2 separate regions of the Mus musculus genome follow, and region 1 is linked to region 2. A link is a contact called in public HiChIP or PLAC-seq data. All regions are on one chromosome and are shown on one strand. Each heading gives the region's core, a stretch centred on a gene start, on an enhancer-like site or on the middle of the called end of the contact. The rest is flanking DNA. Distances are from core to core; before and after follow the strand shown. Region 1 overlaps Acvr2b (activin receptor IIB). Region 2 overlaps Plcd1 (phospholipase C, delta 1).

What was found. HiChIP or PLAC-seq counts read pairs in DNA pulled down with a chosen protein or histone mark.
Region 1: an H3K27ac HiChIP or PLAC-seq map of trophoblast stem cells shows a contact between it and region 2, with 4 times the contacts expected there. The contact joins two enhancer-like sites. A contact is called at or near these places in 11 of 39 promoter capture datasets (the 3T3-L1 cell line, 3T3-L1-derived adipocytes, the C10 cell line and 6 more), 1 of 484 Hi-C or Micro-C datasets (psoas muscle) and 5 of 115 datasets of contacts at active chromatin or transcription factors (the HL-1 cell line, embryonic stem cells, large pre-B cells and 2 more).

Annotation. Positions count from the first base shown.
Region 1 is chr9:119,422,723-119,429,281 of GRCm38.p6, forward strand. Acvr2b (activin receptor IIB) reads left to right here. Exons shown (of 11, transcript NM_001313757.1): 2 at 4,733-4,940; 3 at 5,245-5,354; 4 at 5,479-5,630; 5 at 5,703-5,846. Among named protein-coding and RNA genes, the nearest start is that of Exog, 19 kb to the right of the region's middle. Within about 2 kb of position 2,744, at least 102 of the 459 cell types and tissues checked have an H3K27ac peak or open chromatin away from gene starts, as enhancers often do. A contact at or near this core is called in trophoblast stem cells, where this site is marked.
Region 2 is chr9:119,078,050-119,084,315 of GRCm38.p6, forward strand. It overlaps Plcd1 (phospholipase C, delta 1), which reads right to left. Exons shown (of 15, transcript NM_019676.3): 3 at 2,873-3,101. Among named protein-coding and RNA genes, the nearest start is that of Gm51697, 6.1 kb to the left of the region's middle. Within about 2 kb of position 2,377, at least 28 of the 459 cell types and tissues checked have an H3K27ac peak or open chromatin away from gene starts, as enhancers often do. A contact at or near this core is called in trophoblast stem cells, where this site is marked.

The sequences.
Region 1 (6,559 bases), core at 1,494-3,993, 350 kb after region 2:
TGTGACTGAACACTGTTTCTATCAGTTGCGGATGTTTTCAGAGGTTCTGGAGCCTTTGACAGTCAGGGCTTAGCTAGAAGAAGTGGATCTCTGCTGGTGTTGTGCCAGGGAAATGTCAGTGATCCCCCAAAACACACAAAGGAGCCAATCTGATGAAACTCACAACAGGGTCTTTAATTTTATTTGAGCTAGCTCTGGCCCCTCCAGCACATCACCATCATGTAGGATGGTTTTGGTAGTGGGGGAGCCCCAAATGTCTATCAGGGCAAGGCTTTATAGTAAGCATCAATCAGGGAATGCATGTGTGCAAGCATCTAATTGGGAAGCTCCTATGGCCCTTAACACAGTTGGCTGGTGCTGGGAGTCCTATCATAAACTTAACTTCTGCTCCCCTCTGCATTGGTGGTTGTTAGGCAAGGGGCTTGTAACCTGGGGTACGGGTTTGTTGGGGGGATAACCAGGAGACACTGGTCTTGTTGGGGGTGTAACCTGGAAACTCTGCTCTTGTTGGGGATTAGCCTAGAGACTAGAGCTAGGCTCAGGTTCTGTTGGGGGGCAACTTGGAAACTAATGCTAGATACCAGCCTGTTAGTCTACGTAAGTTTAAACTTAGGTCATGTGCTCTAAAATGGAGCCTGAATATAAAAGCTTTGGCATCTCACTGGTGGTCTTAAGGTTTGATAGCCCAGCTCTGCTTGCAGCCCGTGCCTGCCTCCTGAAGCCCAGCCCTGCTTGCAGCCCGAGCCTGCCTCCTGAAGCCCCCCAGCGAGCAAGCAGCCTTGAGCTCCTGCCCCTGCTGATCGATCCATCGGTGTTGCTGGTCACCTCACATTTCTGCCCTCAGATTCCTTCCTCCCCACAGATGATGAGCCAAAATAACTCCCGAGAAAGGGAGCTAATATACCTAGTCCCAAGATCCCATTATAGCCGCAAAAAAGCAGCCTTGGCTGTATAAACCACAAATAATGTTTTAGAGATGTATACAGACAGCAAAAATATTGAATACTGAGTATAATCTGTTCACAGTTTATTCCCATGCGGATTTCATATTAATGAAAGTCGAAAGGTGATGGAATTAATCTAGACGCTTCAGGGAGAGGTGGTGGAAAGGCAGATTAATGCAGATGTAGAGTCTCAGGTACACTTCAGATTAGCTAATGCTGGGACAGAAGGGAACCTGAGCTTCCAGGTCACAGGTGGTAATCCCTGTTGCTCAGTGGTTAGCTTGCATGAAGTGCTGTGTTTGATCAGCCGACAGAACTGCAGGAAAGAAAAGAAAACAAGGAACAAATGGAGATTGGAATAGAGTTTAACCATGAATGTGTTAGGACTCCGGTTTTAAGGAAGCATTAGATTGAATTGTAGAAAGCTCAAGTGGGCAGAAAGCTTTGAAATGAAAGTAGGAAGGAAAAGATAAATTGGGAAAACGCCACAAGAAATGTTCTAGGTAAGTTAGCACCAGCTAGACATACTCACCTTCTCCACAGACAGGGTTTCTCTGTGTAGCCCTGGCTGTCCTGGAACTCAAACTCAGAAATCTGCCTGCCTCTGCCTCCCAAGTGCGGGAGTGTCAGGACTAAAGGCGTGCACCACCACCACCTGGCCTTTTGATAGCATGAACAAAAAATGGTTACTGCACAGCGATACCCATGAGCATAGACTTCCCTCAGCATAAGGAGAAGGTACCTGGCCAGGAAGTGGGAAGGCTGGCCAGTGTTCCCAGGGGAGCTCGGCTGAGGGTGTGCCTCGGTGGGCTGCTCTCGGAAACTGGGTCGATTGTTTTGGAGAAGGATTTGGAAGAATGTACTGAATCAAAGCTGCTTAGGCTCAGCATTCCCAGGACGGGAGGAAACGCTCACCAAGAAGCTTCATGCGTGATGGCTTTGCTCACATGACAGCTGTACATAACCCGAGGGTCCAGCCGGTGAACCAGGTGAGGTCACACTGGGCAGTCCCTGGGCTCCGAAACATGGAACTTCAGGATGTGGCCTGCAAAGAGCCTTAACCTCTGCTTCACTTAGTTCTGTCATCTTAGGGGTTCACTCGGGGTTCTCCATCATACAGTGCCTGGGGTGTGACAAGTGGGTGTTAGTCTAGGTGACACATAAATACAGATGAGGCCAAAAAGTAGAATTAAAGTGGTTTGGTTCTCTGGAGTAAGGATTTAAAAGAAACTTGTTTTATGGTGTTGGTATTTTGCATGAATGTGCATGCACACAGTGTGTGCATTGCCGCTGGAACTAGAGTTCCAGGTGGTTGTGAGCCACCACGTGGATGCTGGGAACCAAAGCCATTTGTTTTCAACCAAAGAATAAGTTCTTGTAACCACTAGCCCCACAGTGAAGGATTCTAAGATAAACTGTAGTTACTTGACGGGTTCTTTCCTCCCAGTCTGCCAATATGGGTTCATGCATATGTGCGGGGTGTGTGTGTGTGTGTGTGTGTGTGTGATGCTCCAGCCTTGCCCACCCTTTCTCTTCTGTAGGTTCCCCTTCTGTAGCCACCCTGGTTGTGGTCCTGGGGACTGATGGAAATGCAGCTGTGTAGGGTGGGGAGGCAGGGCCAGTTGGGGAGACTCCTGACCTGGCTGCTAGGCTGTGGGCGGGAGGCCTTCATCTATTAAAGGGCTCTGTGGCCTTGTGGTTGGAATTTTGCCATATGCTATAAATAGCCAGTGTGAGAGTGTGAAGAAATGGAGCCAGGGAGGAGAGAGGAAACGGGAGGCCCCCTGGGTCTCCAGCTGGCAGTGGCCAGGGTGTGGTGTGGGAAGGGTGTGGAATGTCACATGGGATGCAGAGCTGCAGGCAGGCTTGGTGTGGGGCCTGGACTGGAAGGATCGCTACAACCCTAGGAGGCAGGTGCTGTCAGTCACCTCTCAGAGAGTGGCTAGGTGACTTGCCCCAGGCGCACAGCTGTGAGGCATCAGCAGTCTGGCCAGCTCAAAGCTGCTCTGCAGGGTCGGCTCTGGGCAGGTCTGGGAGGTCGGTGGCTCCAGTGAGCTGTTGGGTCCTCTCTGAGGCTTCATGTTGCCTTCTCAGGCTTCTCCACTGGGATCCTATGGTTGTGCCAGAGGGGCTGGTGCCTGACACTGGCCTGGAGCTAGGCCAGGCTGAGGTCTACTCTGTTTGTTGTTGCCCTTGTGACTCCAGGGGCTGATTGTAGTCTGAATGGAGGTGGACACTCTCCTGAGTCATGGGTGTAGGTCAGAGGTGGAGCGGACAGTACACACAAAGTCCAGGTTCCATCCTCAGCATCTATAGCAGGGGTCTTGCTTCGTGTTGAAGCCATCCCTCCTTCTTGTCCCCTCTGCTCATAGTCTGTCCACGCCATCTGTTACATAGGAACCCGTTCTGTGCTCAGCAGCTCAGGGCCAGCCTTGCAGGCCTGTGGGGGAAGCTGGGCATCTGGGAAGCAATTGCAGAGGACACTTAGGAGTGTTTGCGCTCCACACATGCTTTCGCTTCCTCCCGCGGGAGAAGGAGCTGTGTCCTCCCTGGACGGGGTGCTTCACATAGCTCCACTACCCACTCCTGCCACAAGTAGCCAGGGCTTGTAGACACTCTAGGTGCCACCCTGGCTTCCGGCGCTGGCTCGGGCTTTGTTTCCGGCCTATACTCATCCCTTAGAGTCTCATCCACAACCTAAAGCCTTGTGCTTGAATAAGGTCCTGGTTGGGAGAAGCCGGTGCACACCCTGTCTGAGCCCCATTCTGGATACCGAGACCCTTCTGGGCCAGGCTGAGTTCTAGCCACCTGGCAGGTTGTCACCACAAGTGTCAGGGCCTAGGCCAACAGGACCTGGCATGGCTAGGGCTGAGGCTGGGTTCTGCCATTCTGACTGGGTAGCATTCTGACCTTCCGGGTCCTACCTGGAGCCCTAAGACTGGCGTCTTGCCCAGTTGGGGCCTCCCTGGGAGGAGCTTTTGCCTGCCGCCGTGAGATCTTGTGAGCATGTCTTGAGGGTTCCTCTTCCAGAACGGCCAGTCAGGATCCTCCTGTCTGCAATGGGCCCTGGGGAACCAAGCAGTGTTAGCAGTTGGCACCCTGCCAACCTCGGGTCAGGTGGGAGCCCCCTCCCTGATGCCCCTCTGGCCTCAGGTGGGTTATTGGAGTAGGCTGGGTGCCAGTGGATTGAGGTGCAGCAAGGCTAAGTCAGCGCTCTTTCCCGTTAGGGTGTCTGCATAAGGTTGTCAACGAGGTAATAAATGCCACACGCCCTCCGGATGTCCCACGAGGGAACAGGATACCTTTGGGATTTGTGTATTATTTCCCGTCCTATATCTAAAAGGTTCATGGGGTCATAGTGGGGCAAAAAAGGGGCACGCGCAGGGGTAGGGGTGGAGTAAGTGGGCAAAGGTGTGATGAGTGTTTGGTGTGTTCAACCATCTGCAATCGTAGCTTAGCCCTCCTGTCTGAGAAAAGTGACCCTTGGTGACCCTGGGAGCTTACCCTTTTCCTGTAAGCGTAGCTGTTCTTCAGTACCTGGTGAACACAGGTGAGAAAGAGCGCAGGAAGGTCCCAGGAAGGTCCCGCTTCCAGGTTGGTGTGGGCAGGGAATGGAGGAACACTAGCCTGGTCTTCGTAAAAGGTGTTGATGTGTGGGTGGTAAGGGGGCCAGTATCGAGAGCAGAGGGGTGGGTTGGCATCTTCACCAAGCACCTTCAGCAGGCGTCGTCTCCAGGACTGGTTACAAGTCACCTCACCGTGCTCAGCCTCTCTTCTCTCGGGCGCAGGTTCCGGGCGAGGGGAGGCTGAGACTCGGGAGTGCATCTACTACAACGCCAACTGGGAGCTGGAGCGCACCAACCAGAGCGGCCTGGAGCGCTGCGAGGGGGAACAGGACAAGCGGCTGCACTGCTACGCCTCGTGGCGCAACAGCTCGGGCACCATCGAGCTGGTGAAGAAGGGCTGCTGGCTAGATGACTTCAATTGCTACGACAGGTACACAGGGGAGCGGGAGCGTTCCCGCTGCCGTAGCCCGCTGCACTTGGCCACCCACTGATCTCAGGGTCTCTTCGGAGGCACTACCCAGAATCCCAAGCCCCTGTTCTGGTGTTTGCTCTCCTCAGCTCAGGCAGCATTTCCATGCCTGCCTGCCCCTCTCAGCCTTGAGTCACACTCTTCAAGGGACGTGGGGTCACCCTAACTGCTGATGTTTCTGAAGCTGCGCTGCCTGGGGGGAGGGGCCGGGGAGAGTCTTTCCGTCCCTGCCGGGGAGTTTGTAACGGGGACCCTGGGCCCTCAGGCAGGAGTGTGTGGCCACCGAGGAGAACCCCCAGGTGTACTTCTGCTGCTGCGAAGGCAACTTCTGCAACGAGCGCTTCACCCACTTGCCGGAGCCTGGGGGCCCAGAAGGTGAGGGGCCTGTGGGAAGAGGGTCTGAGTGTGGCACTGTGGAGCCAGTGGGGAGTGCTTGCAGGGCCGGCTGGAGTGTTAGAGTGGGCGGGCTGTGTGACACAGGGCTCCATGTGTCCCCCAGTCACGTACGAGCCACCCCCGACAGCCCCCACCCTGCTCACGGTGCTGGCCTACTCGCTGCTGCCCATTGGAGGCCTCTCTCTCATCGTCCTGCTGGCCTTCTGGATGTATCGTCATCGGAAGCCTCCCTACGGCCATGTGGACATCCATGAGGTGAGACAGTGCCAGCGTTGGGCAGGGAGAAGGGACGGCTGTGCGGACTCCTTTAAGCCCTTGCCTTTCCAGGACCCGGGGCCTCCGCCCCCATCCCCTCTGGTGGGCCTGAAGCCACTACAGCTGCTGGAGATCAAGGCTCGGGGCCGCTTTGGCTGCGTTTGGAAAGCTCAGCTCATGAACGACTTTGTGGCTGTGAAGATCTTCCCACTTCAGGTGAGCTTTTGGGGGTCTCCAGGCCATCTTCTCTCACTGTGGTCCAAGCGGGAGTGTCTTTCCATGGGGCAGTCGACTGTCCAGGATTCTGATTCAGTACTGAGAGTCCATCAGAGGATTAGGGTCAGACGCCATGTTGGTTTTGGGTTCTGCCATTACTTCCGTGTTGTGTATGCAGTTTGCATGTTTTGTGTACGCACAGGTCTGTGTGTGGAGGCCAGAGAATGAATCCCTTTATTGGACTCCTTTTTATTTTTTTGGAGACAGGATTTCAGTATGTAATCCAGACTGGCCTAGAACTTGTCATATAGACCAGGCTGGCCTTGAACCAAAAGTCTACCTGCCTCCACCTCCCAGATGCTAGAATTAAAGGTGTGCACCACCAAACCTGGCTCTCTACTTTTTACAGTTCTTTATTTTTATTCCTTTTTAATGAAAAAAAAAATTTTTTTTTTTTTTCTGTTTTTTCGAGACAGCCCTGTGTAGCCCTGCTGTCCTGGAACTCACTTTGTAGATCAGGCTAGCCTCGAACTCAGAAATCCACCTGCCTCTGTTTCCCAAGTGCTGGGATTAAAGGCGTGCGCCACCACCGCCTGGCCCTCAGTGAAAATATTTTTATGTGTGCAGGTGCTTTTTTTGCCCGCATGTATCTATGTGTCCTGCATGTGTGCCTGGTGCCTGAAGAAGCCAGAAGGGAGTGTTGGGTCCTTGAG
Region 2 (6,266 bases), core at 1,127-3,626:
AGGAATGCTCAACAGGATAACACATTTTCAGGCCCATGGGCTGGCACAGCAAGCATGGGTCCCTGACAACCGGGTTTAATCCCCAGGACCCATAAGATAAGAGAGAACCAACTCCCACAAGTTATCCTCTGACCTACACACACACACACACACACACACACACACACACACACACACACACACACGAGGGACAAGTATGCAAAGACACACAATAAATAACTAATGTAATAAAAATGATTATAAAAAAAATAAGTCATGGGCTGGAGAGATGGCTCAGAGGTTAAGAGCACTGACGACTCTTCCAGAGGTCCTGAGTTCAATTCCCACATGGTGGCTCACAACCATCTGCAATGGGATCCGATGCCCTCCTCTGATGGGTCTGAAGACAGTGACAATGTACTTACATAAAATAAAAGAAATCTTAGCCGGGCGGCGGTGGCGCACGCCTTTGATCCCAGCACTTGGGAGGCAGAGGCAGGTGGATTTCTGAGTTCGAGGCCAGCCTGGTCTACAAAGTGAGTTGTACTGGAAAGACTGCATACCCAAATGCAAAGAGAAACTAGATTTTCCATCTCATAGCACACACAAAAGCGAGCAGAAGATGAACCAAAGATTTACCTCTCAGTCAGGAAGAGCATCTATAACCAAAGAGAAACCTAAGAGCCAGTGATTGGTGCAAAAATGGAAACCCCCTACATTACTGTGGGAATCTAAATAGTTAGAACCACTTTGGAAAATGATTTGGCAGGTTTTCAAAAAGCCAAGCACAGGGAGGGTTGTGGAGAGATGGCTTAGAGGACTAGAATTCAATTCTCAGCACCTACATGGGGCTGTTCACAGTGGCTCCTAACTGTACTCCAGGTGATCCAGTGTCCTCCGCTGACCTCTGCAGACACTGCACACGCATGAACATAATATGCACACACAATGCACACACAGGCACAGACACATACTTAGAACTAGAACAAGGGGCTGGAGAAATGGCTCAGTGGTTCAGAGCACCGGCTGCTTCCCCAGAGGAACCAGGGTTCTATCCCAAGCACACACGTGACGGCTCACAACAGCATGCAACTCCAGTCTCAAGGGATCTAACACCTGTCTCTGGTCTCCTCTGGCACCAGGCATGGACATGGTACACCGGCCACACACGCAGGCAAAACACACATACACTTAGAATAAAATGATAAAAATAAAATCTTATTTAAAAAAAAAAAGTTAGCCGTAAATGTTACTAAATAACCTAGCAGTTTTCCTCCTAGTGTGCACCCAAGAGAGATGAGAACACACGCTCCACACAGAATGTAGTTTTGAGTTTTCACCACAGACGAGAGTCCGAGAGTGGAATGGACTCACAGCCCCAGTCCCGGATGAGTTATGGAAGGGTGTGTCCATATGGTGGGATACTGTTAGGGCGCCGGAAGAAATGGAGTACAGAGCCTCAGTACAGAGTGGATGAGTGCCGGCACACACTAGGAACAAGAAGCCATTCGGGAGAGGCTGCAGGACTCTGCGTCACAGGGAGCATATGGGGGCTATCTTGGCCTGACTTAGGGGGAAATATGAAAGAGCCACTAATGGTGGGGTTGTGGGGGGGCGGGAGAGGGCGATGATGCTCTAACATCAGGGCTTTCACGTGTGTGCTGGGCTCAAACTCAGGTCCCTATGTTTACATGGCAAGTCCTTTACTGACTGAACCATTGCCCCAGCCCTAGGTTCGACACAGGGGTTAATTTTATGGTATGTGGATTATCCCTTTATAAAGCTGTCATAAAAGGCGACACTGCAGGGCATGATGGGAAAGGCTGTGATCCCTACACTCAGGAGGCAGAAGGATCGCAAGTTCCAGCCCAGAACCTGTCTCAGGCAAATAAAGCAAAAATGAGAGCTGGCCCCGGCCCAATCTCACGCTGAAGCAATCAGTGAATAGGACGGATTCACAAGTTTCACAAGTTACTGTCTTCAGCCTGAAGGCAGATCTGAACCCTGGGGTCCCAGTATTGCCCCCCAAGACATGGCTCAGGAGAGTGCCATGGCCTTCCAAGTCCTTGAGGGCAGTAACCCTGAAAAACATGACTACATCACCCCACCTCTCTCCCAACCTGCCACACCCCACTTCCCAGGTGCCTATCTCCACACTGCTCACAGAGAGACACAGCTGTTGACCTTGGGTCAGAAGATCCTCTGTACTCTCCCTTCTGCCCTGGGTTAAAACAAGAATTCCTAGAATGCACGGTTGAAACAGCAACCTCCCCCCCCTGTACTATGATTTCCAAGGTAGGAGCCTTTGGAAGGTAATTTGAGTTAGATGAGGACATGAAGGTGTGGCCCGGACCAAAGGTTTAGTGCCTATAAAGGAGAGCTTTCTCTCTTCATGAGAGGTCAGAGAGAGAAAACGCAGCAGCCTGCAAACAAGGGAGAGGGCCCTCCCCAGAACCAGCCATGCTAGTACCTGAAGAAACACACTAGTGTTGGGCAAGCCAGCCAGTCAGTCCCTGCAGTGCCCAGTTGGGTGTGTCTTTGAGGGAGTGTCAGGAGATTAAATGAGGAAAGAAATGAGGTTCACTCCATTCCCTGGAGTCTCAGGTTGAGTAAGAAGGATGTGAGCTGCACCTTAGTGTTCGTTCGCCCCTTTCTCTGTGCTTCCTGACGATGTAACCAGCCACCCGAGTTTCTACTGTAGGCCTTTCCTGCACGGTGGACCACATTCTCCTAAAACATAAAATAAAGCCCTCTTCTCCTGACTTGTTTTTGCCTAGTATCATAGCAACCAGCGTAGGATCCAACACACCCTGGCATTTTGTTACCGAAGCACAACTGACCATAGATAGCACATCCCACGCACGACCGGGACCCACTGCCCCCAGGAGGATACTGCTGCAGCTTCTGCCGCTGGTCCATGGAGCCCGAGCGGTCGATGATCTTGCGCAGGCCCTGCACCCAATGCTGGACGTCAGCTGGAGACGGGGCGATGAGGTCTAGGGTATTGCGCTGGTCCTTGAAGACGATGGAGAAGCATCGGTCCTCGGGTATGTCTCTGGCAAATTTCTCCAGGCCTTCTGTGCGGTGTCCCATCCGCACCTCCTGAATGTCCTCGATGGAGACTGCGAAGAGGGGATGGGTCAGATGAACAGGCTGTGGGGGAAATGACTGCCTCTGGCACAGCCAAGGCCACAAGGAGAAGAGCACGGCCTAGTGCCACAGCCAGACTGGGGGCTCAGAGCGTGGGTCCAGGGAGAAGGACAGGAGGTCAGGATGGTGGGAGAGAAGAAGAACGGAAACACTTTACAGGCAGGGCACAGGGCAGCCAGCAGTGGGCAGAGTGGGAGCAATACAGGGAGACACAGAGGCAGAGATCTTAGGCTAGGAGAAGCAGCAAGGACCAGGTCCATGGTCACAGAAATGAAGGGACCAGGTAGCAGGAGAAGCCTGCTGTGATCTGGCACCTGCGATAGGAAGAGGTCATGCACCCTCCAGACCACACTAGTCTTTGAGTCCCCATAGCTATCACCATCTTCAGGTCCCTCTACTGTCCCACTTTGGACAGTCCTGGCTCTGGGGTCAAGCGACAGAATCCCAAAGCCAGATAGAAACGCGGTGTGTTTACCCTGCGTGTGACTGCATGAGTTCTGACTTCAGGGAGCCCTTTGGCAGAAGGGCAGAGAAAGACCCCACCTTCCAGGGTCCCAAGAGGCAGACAGAAGCCAGTCTGCGTCTCTGAGAGAGCTGGGCAGGACAGGGAGACGGAGGCAGGGTTCTGTCCTCGTGGACCTGTCTCAGCTTCCGGAAAGGCTGAGTTCTGCGTTAGAGCTACTGTACTCTGAGGCATCCTAGACCTAGGGGGCTCAGCAGTAAGGGACAGACAAGGCCACCCTAGCAGGTTAGACATAGCCCATAGCCGGTTTACTATGCTATTCCTGGGGGTCTAGGAGATTACATCACTGCCCTTAGGAAGCTGGGAGAGCCTTCCCATCAAGCCAGTCTTCCAAGCTGGGGACAAACAAGATCTTCTATGCTGCCATCCCAATGTATCCCCCACAGCCTGGCTGAGAGCCAGCCTCCCCACAGCAGGACTACCCCTGTCACATCCTTCTTCAGCCTTTCTCATCCATTCAGTCTGAATCCTCCCCAAACCGCTCTTACCCTGAGTCCCCGGGGCCTCCCAGCCACCCTCAGGACTACACGTGTACCACGTGCCTTGACTGGGTCATAAGCTCTGAAAAGAGGGACCCCTGCACCATCTGGGATGCAGAACGTATCCCTGGCTAATCCGTCTTTGCCCCACACTAGGCAGCTGGACCCTGCTGGGCCAGGAATGAAAACAGGAAGCCTGGGCCGTGGAGCCCCCAGGGCCTGGGAGAGAAAGGCCAGCCTATCCTCGCTGCTAATAACACTCCTGGGGACAAAGAATGAGCACTGGGAAGTTACTGGAGAGACTTAGCAGGATACAGAGACAAAGAGAAACCGGAGAATCTGTTACTCCTCCATTATCTGGACTCAGTTTCCCCAGAGGTAAGGTGACACTGCATGCAACCAAGTCCTGCTAAACAATGAGACCTGTGGCAGCCATCTGGGTCGGAAGCAAGCCTCCCCCCACATGAGTCCAGTGCCCCCAGATCTGACCCCCATCTCAGCCTGGCTCCCTGGCCTGTTTACAGGGGGCTAGCCTGAGTGACAGTTGCTCCTGGAAGAGCCTTCTCTTCTTACCCCTTCCCCTATCTCCCTCCAAGCACTAAGTGCACATTCAAATGTACCCACTAGGAATCCAGTGAAGCCTCCTTTCCCATCCACGCCCACCCACCAGCAGCTAACAGGAAACTCTGTGTCAGGACAGGAGCCCAGTGCGGGAGCCTGTCTGGCTTCACAAACACTGACAAGGTCAGGGGTTATCCTGTGCTAGGGGCCATTAGTTGGGGCAGAAAATCAAGGTGATTTTCTTGTTTGTTTGTTTGTTTGCTTGCTTTGTTTTTGTTGTTTTGTTTGTTTGTTTGTTTGTTTTGGTAACAGGGCTTCCTGTTTCTAAGCTGGTCTAGAACTTTATGCAGATGAAGATGACCTTGAACTTCTGATCCTCCTATCCCCACCCCCACCCCCCATATACTAAGTTACAACCACGTGCCACCACATTCAGTGTGTGGAGTGTTGGGGACTCAAGGCAGGGCTTCATGCATGCTAGGCCTGTGTTCTACCAATCGAGCTGCATTCCCAACCCTCAGAGTGACCTCTGAGACGCTTTAGAGTTCCATTCTCCAAAGGAACACACCAGAAGACTACAGCAGCAGGGGTCAGGAATCCATCCTTAGGATGCGGGGTGAGCACCACCCTCAACTACACAGTAAATTCAAGGCTAGCTCCGGCTGTATGTGGTCCTGTTTTAAAAACAAAGTGGTGGCACTTAATCCCAGCACTTGGGAGGCAGAGGCAGGCGGATTTCTGAGTTTGAGGCCAGCCTGGTCTACAGAGTGAGTTCCAGGACAGTCACAGAGAAACCCTGTCCCCAAAAAAAAAAATAACAAAAACAACAACAGAGGCTGGAGAGATGATTCGGTGGTTAAGAGCACTGACTGCTCTTCCCAAGGTCCTGAGTTCAATTCTCAACAGTCACATGGTGGCTCACAACCTGTGATCCGATGCCCTCCTCTGGTGTGACTGAAGACAGCTACAGTGTCTTTATGCATATATAAATAATTAAGTAAGTAAGTAAATAAATACAACAAACTCCACGTGGCGGTGTATGCTTTAATTCTAGCAGAGGGAATTCAGGAATCTTGAGCTGGAGGTTCCCATATCAGACCATCGTGCGGGCAGGAGCCACTGTCACAATTCTAATGATGGCACTTGGCTAAGCCCCACCCCCACCCCCACTCCCACTCCCAGGTAAGATCTCTCTCTCTCTCTCTCTCTCTCTCTCTCTCTCTCTCTTTCAGGAAGCTTTCATGGAGCTCCTGCACGGAAGGGCGTGTCTGCAAAGCTACCCCAAACCTCTCAGGAGGTCGTCTCCATTTGCACTCCCACCCACAACTTTAAATCCCTGAGCCTTTGAGACGCTCTAGAAAGACAGTACCCAGCCCTCCTCTCTCCTCTCCCTCCGGTTCTCTACCCCGCCTCCCAAGGCTCACTCTCAGGAGTGTTAACTCCTCCTGAGCCCCACCTTACATACCAGCCACTGGGACGGAAGTACCTTATCTGTCCTCGGACTTTGGGCCTAGCTTTTGGCCCTACCGCTCTGATCCACCCATTGTCTGGGTGGCAGCAATGCATTCAAACCA